Linked DNA regions of Ovis aries: region 1 is linked to region 2. A link is a contact called in public Hi-C data. All regions are on one chromosome and are shown on one strand. Each heading gives the region's core, a stretch centred on a gene start, on an enhancer-like site or on the middle of the called end of the contact. The rest is flanking DNA. Distances are from core to core; before and after follow the strand shown. Region 1 holds the start of VIM (vimentin). Region 2 overlaps CUBN (cubilin).

Region 1 (4,133 bases), core at 170-2,669, 170 kb after region 2:
GACTTTTCCCCGACAAGACACCAGAATCCTGCAGAATGCATCAGTCCCTGCAAACATTCTATCATCTGAGGCTAACTAGCTGCCTTTCTAACTAATCATTTAATCAACTAACTGCCTTTCATTCACCAAATTAAACATTTAAAGTATCACCTAATTCATTCTTATAATTAGCGCAGGTTTATACCTTGAATGACTTCCGCAACAGCAGAAAAACCAGAGATCAATTTGATTGTGCAGCTGCGGACGCAGAGCTTCCTCCTTCACCCCAAACTTCCAGATCCTGTTAAAAGTCGGGTGTGGTTTTATGGGGGGAGGGGGAGGCCGAGAGGGGACCAGGGAGAAGAGTGAGGGGGAACTTGGCAAGAACCTCCCCGGAGTGCATTTGTGATGCCCCAGACCCGCGTTCGGCGCTTATAGAATGTGTGCAGAAGTTTCTTACTACAGAGAAGCCTGCATATCGGAGCAAAATCTGGCTTTGTCGGGTTCTTAAGAACTCAGGCGCGCGCTAGTCTTCACGCAGGCGAACTGCCCACGAGAAAGCTGAGGCCCAGCTCGAAGTTGTGTTAAACTTCGACAAACTGTGCGCGCAGGCCCGGGGAGGCTGGAGTCAATCTCGTCTAACGGTTTCCCTGTACCGCTAGGAGCCTTCGGCGGGACAGCCGGGTGCAGTGACTCAGTGCCAGTGACTCAGCGACCCCACCCTTCTCCCCCAGGCTTTCCTCGGCCGCCGCCTCGAAGCGCGCACCGTCCAAAGGGGACCCAGTCCGTTAGGTCCCTGAACAGGAATTCCCAAGACAAGAGGACGAAGAGAGACGGGGTCCGCATCAGATCCTCTTTCGAAGCGGGCTGTGCACACACTCCTGCGCGGGGCCCAAGCCCTGCGTCCAGAGCTGTGCGCGCCCCCACCTCGCGCTCTAATCTCAGGCCCTCTTTGTTTCTTTCTCCACGCCTCCAGTTCTGCGGGATCCTGCACTCCCCCTCCTCCTGCTTCTTGGCCCGCGGGGCTCCGCATCCTCTCTCTCCCAGTAAAGCGCAACCCAGCTGCGGCGCGCCCCTCCCACCCGCGCGCCTCCTCCTACAGCTCTTTGGCGCGGAGCCCGGGACCCCTCTGGTCCAGTCCTGGCGGGTTCCCCCTGCACCACTGCGCGACCCCTCCTTTATCAGCACCCAGAGGTGAGCAGAGCTCGGGCCACCATCAGGAAAGCCCCTGAAAGTCCCAGCCCAGCTAAGAAGTAACGGGGCTGTGCTCAGTCCCCGTTGGGGAAGATGGGGGAGGAGGACGGCTCCGGGGCGCCCCCGCCCCAACCCCCCGCCCAGCCTTCCCCATTGGCTGGCGCACTCCGTCGCCGGGATGGCAGTGGGAGGGAACCCTCTTACCTAACGCGGTTATAAAAACTGCGCCCCGCGCGGGGTCCGGTCCTCTGCCACTCTCGCTCCGGGCTCCCCGCGCCAGAGACGCAGCACCGCTCCCTCTGCCCACACCCACCGCGCCCTCGCGCTCGCCTCTTCTCCCGGAGCCAGTCCGTGCTACCGCAGTCGCCCAGTCCACCGCCACCCTCTGCAGCCATGTCCACCAGGTCCGTGTCCTCGTCCTCCTACCGCAGGATGTTCGGCGGCCCAGGCACCGCGAGCCGGCCGAGCTCCACCCGGAGCTACGTGACCACGTCCACCCGCACCTACAGCCTGGGCAGTGCGCTGCGCCCCTCCACCAGCCGCACCCTCTACACCTCGTCCCCGGGTGGCGTGTACGCCACGCGCTCCTCGGCTGTGCGCCTGCGGAGCGGCGTGCCCGGCGTGCGGCTGCTGCAGGACTCGGTGGACTTCTCGTTGGCCGACGCCATCAACACCGAGTTCAAGAACACCCGCACCAACGAGAAGGTGGAGCTGCAGGAGCTCAATGACCGCTTCGCCAACTACATCGACAAGGTGCGCTTCCTGGAGCAGCAGAACAAGATCCTGCTGGCTGAGCTCGAGCAGCTCAAGGGACAGGGCAAGTCGCGCCTGGGGGACCTCTACGAGGAGGAGATGCGAGAGCTGCGCCGGCAGGTGGACCAGCTCACCAACGACAAGGCCCGCGTCGAGGTGGAGCGCGACAACCTGGCCGAAGACATCATGAGGCTCCGGGAGAAGTAAGGCGGCGCCCACGCGGGGCTGAGGGAGGGATGAAGTGGATACCGGAGCTGCCACGCCCTTGGGGATGTGGCCCGGGCGGCGGCTGCCGGGGGTGGGGGTGGGGGACAGCGGGGGAGCAGGGTTGTGGCTTAAGCGGTGCGGGCCCCGCCCTGAACCAGAATCTTCCAAGTTAGCATTTTCCCTCTACCCCGACTCATTGCCCAAGAACGCACGTTTCAAGTTGCAGACTTTTAAAAACTACCACTGTGTACTCTGCTGCTGCTGCTGCTGCTAAGGCCCTAGAAAAGGATGAACGCGATTTCCCCAAACTTTGAGAAAGTTTCCTGTCCCCCTCTGGCTGGCTGCCAGCCAACGGGCCGTGGAGAGAGCGAGACAAAGGGATTGTAGAGTCTCCGCGGTGAGGTGGTGGCGGGCGTCTCGCAGGTCGGGGTGGCGACAGTGATTGCTTTTCCACGCAGAGGCCAAGGTCCCGCTTAAACTTGCCTAGGACAGCAGGTCTAAGCCGCGGTCGCTAATTGAGCGCGGAGGTGGCGCAGCAACCCTTGGGTCTCTGCGCCACGACTGGGTGTTTGGGTGTGGTCGCCCCGCCCCTGGCGGTTTCCCGGTTCCCCTGTGGTTAATCTGAAACTGTTTCAGGTTGCAGGAGGAGATGCTTCAGAGAGAGGAAGCCGAGAGCACTCTGCAGTCTTTCAGACAGGTTGGTAGATTCCGTTCCTACTCGAAGCCACGGGACGCCACCCTCCCGCCCAACCCACGAGCAATTCTAAAAGTTTCTTAACCCAAGTCTGAATCATACAAAACTTCACGTCTGCGCGCCAAGCCCCCTAGTGGCAGAGAGACCGCAGTTCTGGATAAAAGCCCTTGAATGATTAAACCGTTCCGTAGGACATGGTCTTTAACATTTTTTAATTTGTTTCAAGATTCTTTTCCCAAGAAATCATTTTTTTTTCCGTTTCGTGTTTGCAACACGTTGATATTTTGATTTTGAAGAGTTACAGTTTGATTTAGGTTGCGGTTTTGCCAAAGTTGACTACCTTTTACAAGGCCACAAAAAGCACAATTCTGCCCTGTAGTTTTAGATGTGAAATGGATGGGAGGATAAGAAACTTAGTGGAGCCAGAAATTTTATTTTCTTGCCGGCAAGTTCTATTGTGGCCCCAAGGTTAGACAGAAGTATCGCTATGCACAACTAATTTGTGATCTAATAAGGATGAAAAGGAGCCATCTGTCCCCTTGGCTGAAAGGTATTAATGGTTTCTACGGACTTCACTATGGAATGTAGATACAGACATTCTGGCAAGTGTGGTGGCTCTGGTCAGAAAGAATAGGAGTCTTTGTGTTCCTGGAGACGCTTTGCAACAGGCTACATTCTTATTGAATATGTAATGATGCAAGCACTGTTCTAATTGGACACAAGTATTTGCTAACACCCCCGTTATCTAATATCTGGCCCAGACTGGAAGTATGTGATGTGAAAAGTTCTTAAAGCTGCAGTCCTACCTCACATTTGGAAAGGCCTTCCTTTTTTGAATCCTTGTATTCTTTAGCATTTTCTCCATAAAGAATAAAGCTAAAAATGAAGGATAGGATTTTAAGAAAAATGGTTTTCTTGCTCCAAAGATAGATGGCCTTTAAGGATTTTTAACTTAAAGTTGGATCCCAAAGAAGATTAGTTGCCAGCAGTTTTATTCTCCTGAACCCTCACTGGGACTGGCTCTAAAAGCTCCCTCAAGCAAATAGTCTAGAATACTTTTTGAAGCAGAAATGTATTTATCAAGTTAAACACAGAAATGTGTGGTTTATTTCAGTCATTGAGCATTTCTGATCATCATGTCTGTAATGTTTTCTTCCCCGGTAGTAACTTCATATAAAATAATATTAGTATAAATTGTTCCTCCTATTTAGGGATTAGATAAAACCACTCATATTCTCTTCAAAGAAGTATAATAACACATAGAACTTTTGAAAATTGAGAATAGGATATTATCTTTTGCAATGAT
Region 2 (3,966 bases), core at 95-2,594:
ACTCCAGTATTCTTGCCTGGAGAATCCCAGGGACAGGGGAGCCTGGTGGGCTGCCGTCTGTGGGGTTGCACAGAGTCGGACACGACTGAAGCGACTTAGTAGCAGCAGAGCACAGGCTCAATAGCTGTGGCTCATTGGCTTACTGCTCTGTGGCATGTGGGGTATTTCTGAATCAGGGATCTAACCCACATCTCCTTCATTGGCAGGAGAATTCTTTACCACTGAGTCACCAGGAAAGCCCCTGGAGTTTTCTTGATGATCTTGATTTCCATAGCTCCTCTTCTCACTCACTGCTCTCCATCTCACTAGTTCCATGGGGTTTGTGATCTCCACATAAGCACACAACTCCTCTACACACAGGAAGGATTTATGCCATACAATCCCTTGAAACTCCAAACCTAGGTGGTTCTACCATCTCAGTCTATTCCCTGGCTCCCACCATGCCAATGGGTAGAACTGTTTTCACCTGAACAATAGTATATTTTATCACTTCATTAAAAAGCATCAGGATGACAAAGCAATTTTGGAAAAACTGTGCTGACAACAAAAGTGCTAAGAAACCAGCCAAATGTTTCTAGTCTCTGCCAAAACTCCAAATCCAATATGCTAAGAATGCAAGTTACTGGACATCGCCTGATGTCCTCTTTCTTTCTGCCATTCTCTGGAAAGACACTTCTTTGAACTAAAATTGATTTCAACCTGTGCTTCACTAGAAAATGGTGCTACTCTGGTGTATCTGCTTGCTGCAGCTGCATTCCAGCTTCATTTGTCAGAGGTCTTACTCTTTCTCTGCCATTTGGGTTTACGTCCTTAAGGACTTTTCTGTGAATCACCACAGTCATGAGGCTCTGACCAACACATCCCTTTGAGCGTACTCAGTGAACTGAGGCAGACGGGAAGTCACGGACCTCCCTCACCCAATTCTGAGGCTGGAGCTGAACAGCTCTGCTGCCTGACAAAGAGCAAAAAGAGGTCCTCTGTGAATCTGAAGTCATCCCAAGACCTGTGGGGAGTGGGGAGATCTGTGCAGGGCCCAGCCGGGAGCAGTGGGAGTGGAGGAGAGGAAGGAGGGAGGGAGGAGGTGATGAGGGGTTCAGAGGGAAGACCGGTCTTCAGTGTTCCAGCTGACTGCACTTTCCCCCTTCCCCATTAATTTTATTATTTCTTTAAAATCTTAAAGATTTTACCTTATTTTGATATGTAGCACTTTCTTTTTACTTTCTACATTGTCTTTCATTTCACTTTCTATTTCCTTCCTTAACCCAGTAATTACTCAGGAGAGTGTTTACAGCTTTTCAAGAAGTCAGACATTTAAATCTTTTAGCAGTTATTTCTACTTGCATCTCATTATACAGAGATGTACAATTTCTGCATTGTGATTTGCTGGGATTGGCAAGAGGTCTAAAATATGATTAATCTGTCAATCAGTGAGACTTGTAGAATGGGTACCCATGCCCTAGATTTCAGAAGCCAAATTTAGTGCTACTTACTTCTCCCTGTCTTATTAATCATAGTTTGTTTTTATTTTTCTTTCTTCTTCTAAGAAGGAACAACTTCCCCAGAGGCCTCCTGTTTCCCCAGAAGGCTCCTCTCCTCCCCCTTCCCTTTCCTGTCTTGGTGGGGAGGGAACAGATGATGTGGGATGGGTCAAGGAGATCTAGTGAGGTGAACAGTTGTATTCATTTCCTTCCATACCCCATTTCAAGCCCTGCCGGCAGCATCACACAAGCTTCTGAGATTATTATTCAGCCTAGTACTTGCATTCTCTGGGATTAAAATTGAACTTTCATTACTACCTTATGTGTCCTTCACTCAGACTTCTGATGACTTACATCACTTATGGAATATTAATTAGGTGCTGCTTTTTATTCTGGAAAGATAGTTCTGTCACATTTGTTGAACTAGTCTCTGCAATTTAAAAGCTCTCTTAACAAAACAGGAGGACTAACAGTTGATCTATTCTTACTGTACTTATTCTTTTGTTACGAGCCACATCACATTACCCATGGGTAATATACATTTTTAGAAGTGGAAACTTTAGCTGAGAGAGTGATATAAGTCCACAAATTAAAGTATAAATGTGCGTTTCTTGTTTTAAAAGAAGACAGATATGCTATACTGAATGTGGCAATACCACATTTATGATCCTTTGCAGTTAAATTTTATTCTCAAATAAACATTTATGGAGCTTTCTTACTGAACACAAAGTCTTTCCAAACCACACTACATGGGAAAGAGGCATAATAGAGATTGACATTTTAATCTATGTTTAAAGGACATATTCACATGGCAACAAGAAATCTGGAATTACAAAATGAGAAGATTTGGGATTCTTAGAAATACATCTCAGTTTAGTTCAGTTCAGTCACTCAGTCGTGTCTGACTCTTTGTGACCCCATGAACTGCAGCCTGTCAGGCCTCTCTGTCCATCACCAACTCCTGGAGTTTATTCAAACTTATGTCCATTGAGTCAGTGATGCCATACAACCATCTTATCCTCTGTTGTCCCCTTCTTCTCCTGCCTTCAATCTTTCCCAGCATCTATTCCCACTCATGGAAAAAGCAAGAGAGTTCCAGAAAACATCTATTTCTGCTTTATTGACTATGCCAAAGCCTTTGACTGTGTGGATCACAATAAACTGTGGAAAATTCTGAAAGAGATGGGAATACCAGACCACCTAACCTGCCTCTTGAGAAATCTGTATGCAGGTCAGGAAGCAACAGTTAGAACTGGACATGGAACAACAGACTGGTTCCAAATAGGAAAAAGAGTACGTCAAGGCTGTATATTGTCACCCTGCTTATTTAATTTCTATGTAGAGTACATCATGAGAAACGCTGGACTGGAAGAAACACAAGCTGGAACCAAGATTGCCGGGAGAAATATCAATAACCTCAGATATGCAGATGACACCACCCTTATGGCAGAAAGTGAAGAGGAACTAAAAAGCCTCTTGATGAAAGTGAAAGAGGAGAGTGAACAAGTTGGCTTAAAGCTCAACATTCAGAAAATGAAGATCATGGCATCCGGTCCCATCACTTCATGGCAAATAGATGGGGAAACAGTGGAAACAGTGTCAGACTTTATTTTGGGGGGCTCCAAAATCACTGCAGATGGTGACTGCAGCCATGAAATTAAAATACACTTACTCCTTGGAAGAAAAGTTATGACCAACCTAGATAGTATATTCAAAAGCAGAGACATTACTTTGCTGACTAAGGTCCGTCTAGTCAAGGCTATGGTTTTTCCTGTGGTCATGTATGGATGTGAGAGTTGGACTGTGAAGAAGGCTGAGTGCCGAAGAATTGATGCGTTTGAACTGTGGTGTTGGAGAAGACTCTTGAGAGTCCCTTGGACTGCAAGGAGATCCAACCAGTCCATTCTGAAGGAAATCAACCCTGGGATTTCTTTGGAAGGAATGATGCAAAAGCTGAAACTCCAGTACTTTGGCCACCTCATGAGAAGAGTTGACTCATTGGAAAAGACTCTGATGCTGGGAGGGATTGGAGGCAGGAGGAGAAGGGGACGACCAAGCATGAGATGGCTAGATGGCATCACGGACTCGATGGACGTGAGTCTGAGTGAACTCCGGGAGTTGGTGATGGACAGGGAGGCCTGGCATGCTGCGATTCATGGGGTCACAGAGAGTTGTACAAGACTGAGCAACTGAACTGAACTGAACTGATTCCCACTCAAAAGAAGACTTCCTATAATCATTCTCCCACACCTATCTAGAATTACCTTTCTGTTCTTCATCCTTTCTAAAATGTTGGGGGTGAGGGTGGTCCTTCTCTCTTTTACAGACAGAGTTAATAAATGGCAAAATCATCCTTCCTCCAAACCAGCAATGTATCTTAAATACTACACTTCTTTGTTTATTCCTTTGATTAAACATGTCATTTTGAGGTACACTTTTTAAAACTAAAACCAGCATTTAGGAGAATGATATACTGAGTCATAATAAT

The links. A called contact is a pair of places that touch in the nucleus more often than the background predicts.
Region 1: a Hi-C map of omental adipose tissue shows a contact between it and region 2, with 1.7 times the contacts expected there. The contact joins the promoter of VIM here to the enhancer-like site in region 2. A contact is called at or near these places in 2 of 16 Hi-C or Micro-C datasets (omental adipose tissue and skin fibroblasts).

What each region holds. Positions count from the first base shown.
Region 1 is chr13:31,054,707-31,058,839 of ARS-UI_Ramb_v3.0, forward strand. VIM (vimentin) reads left to right here and starts at 1,420. Exons shown (of 9, transcript XM_004014247.6): 1 at 1,420-2,129; 2 at 2,770-2,830. The coding sequence starts at 1,567. TRDMT1 (tRNA aspartic acid methyltransferase 1) reads right to left here and starts at 267. Exons shown (of 12, transcript XM_042230590.2): 1 at 185-267.
Region 2 is chr13:30,889,412-30,893,377 of ARS-UI_Ramb_v3.0, forward strand. The region is part of intron 17 of CUBN (cubilin); the gene reads right to left. Among named protein-coding and RNA genes, the nearest start is that of CUBN, 44 kb to the right of the region's middle. Within about 2 kb of position 1,345, at least 4 of the 54 cell types and tissues checked have an H3K27ac peak or open chromatin away from gene starts, as enhancers often do.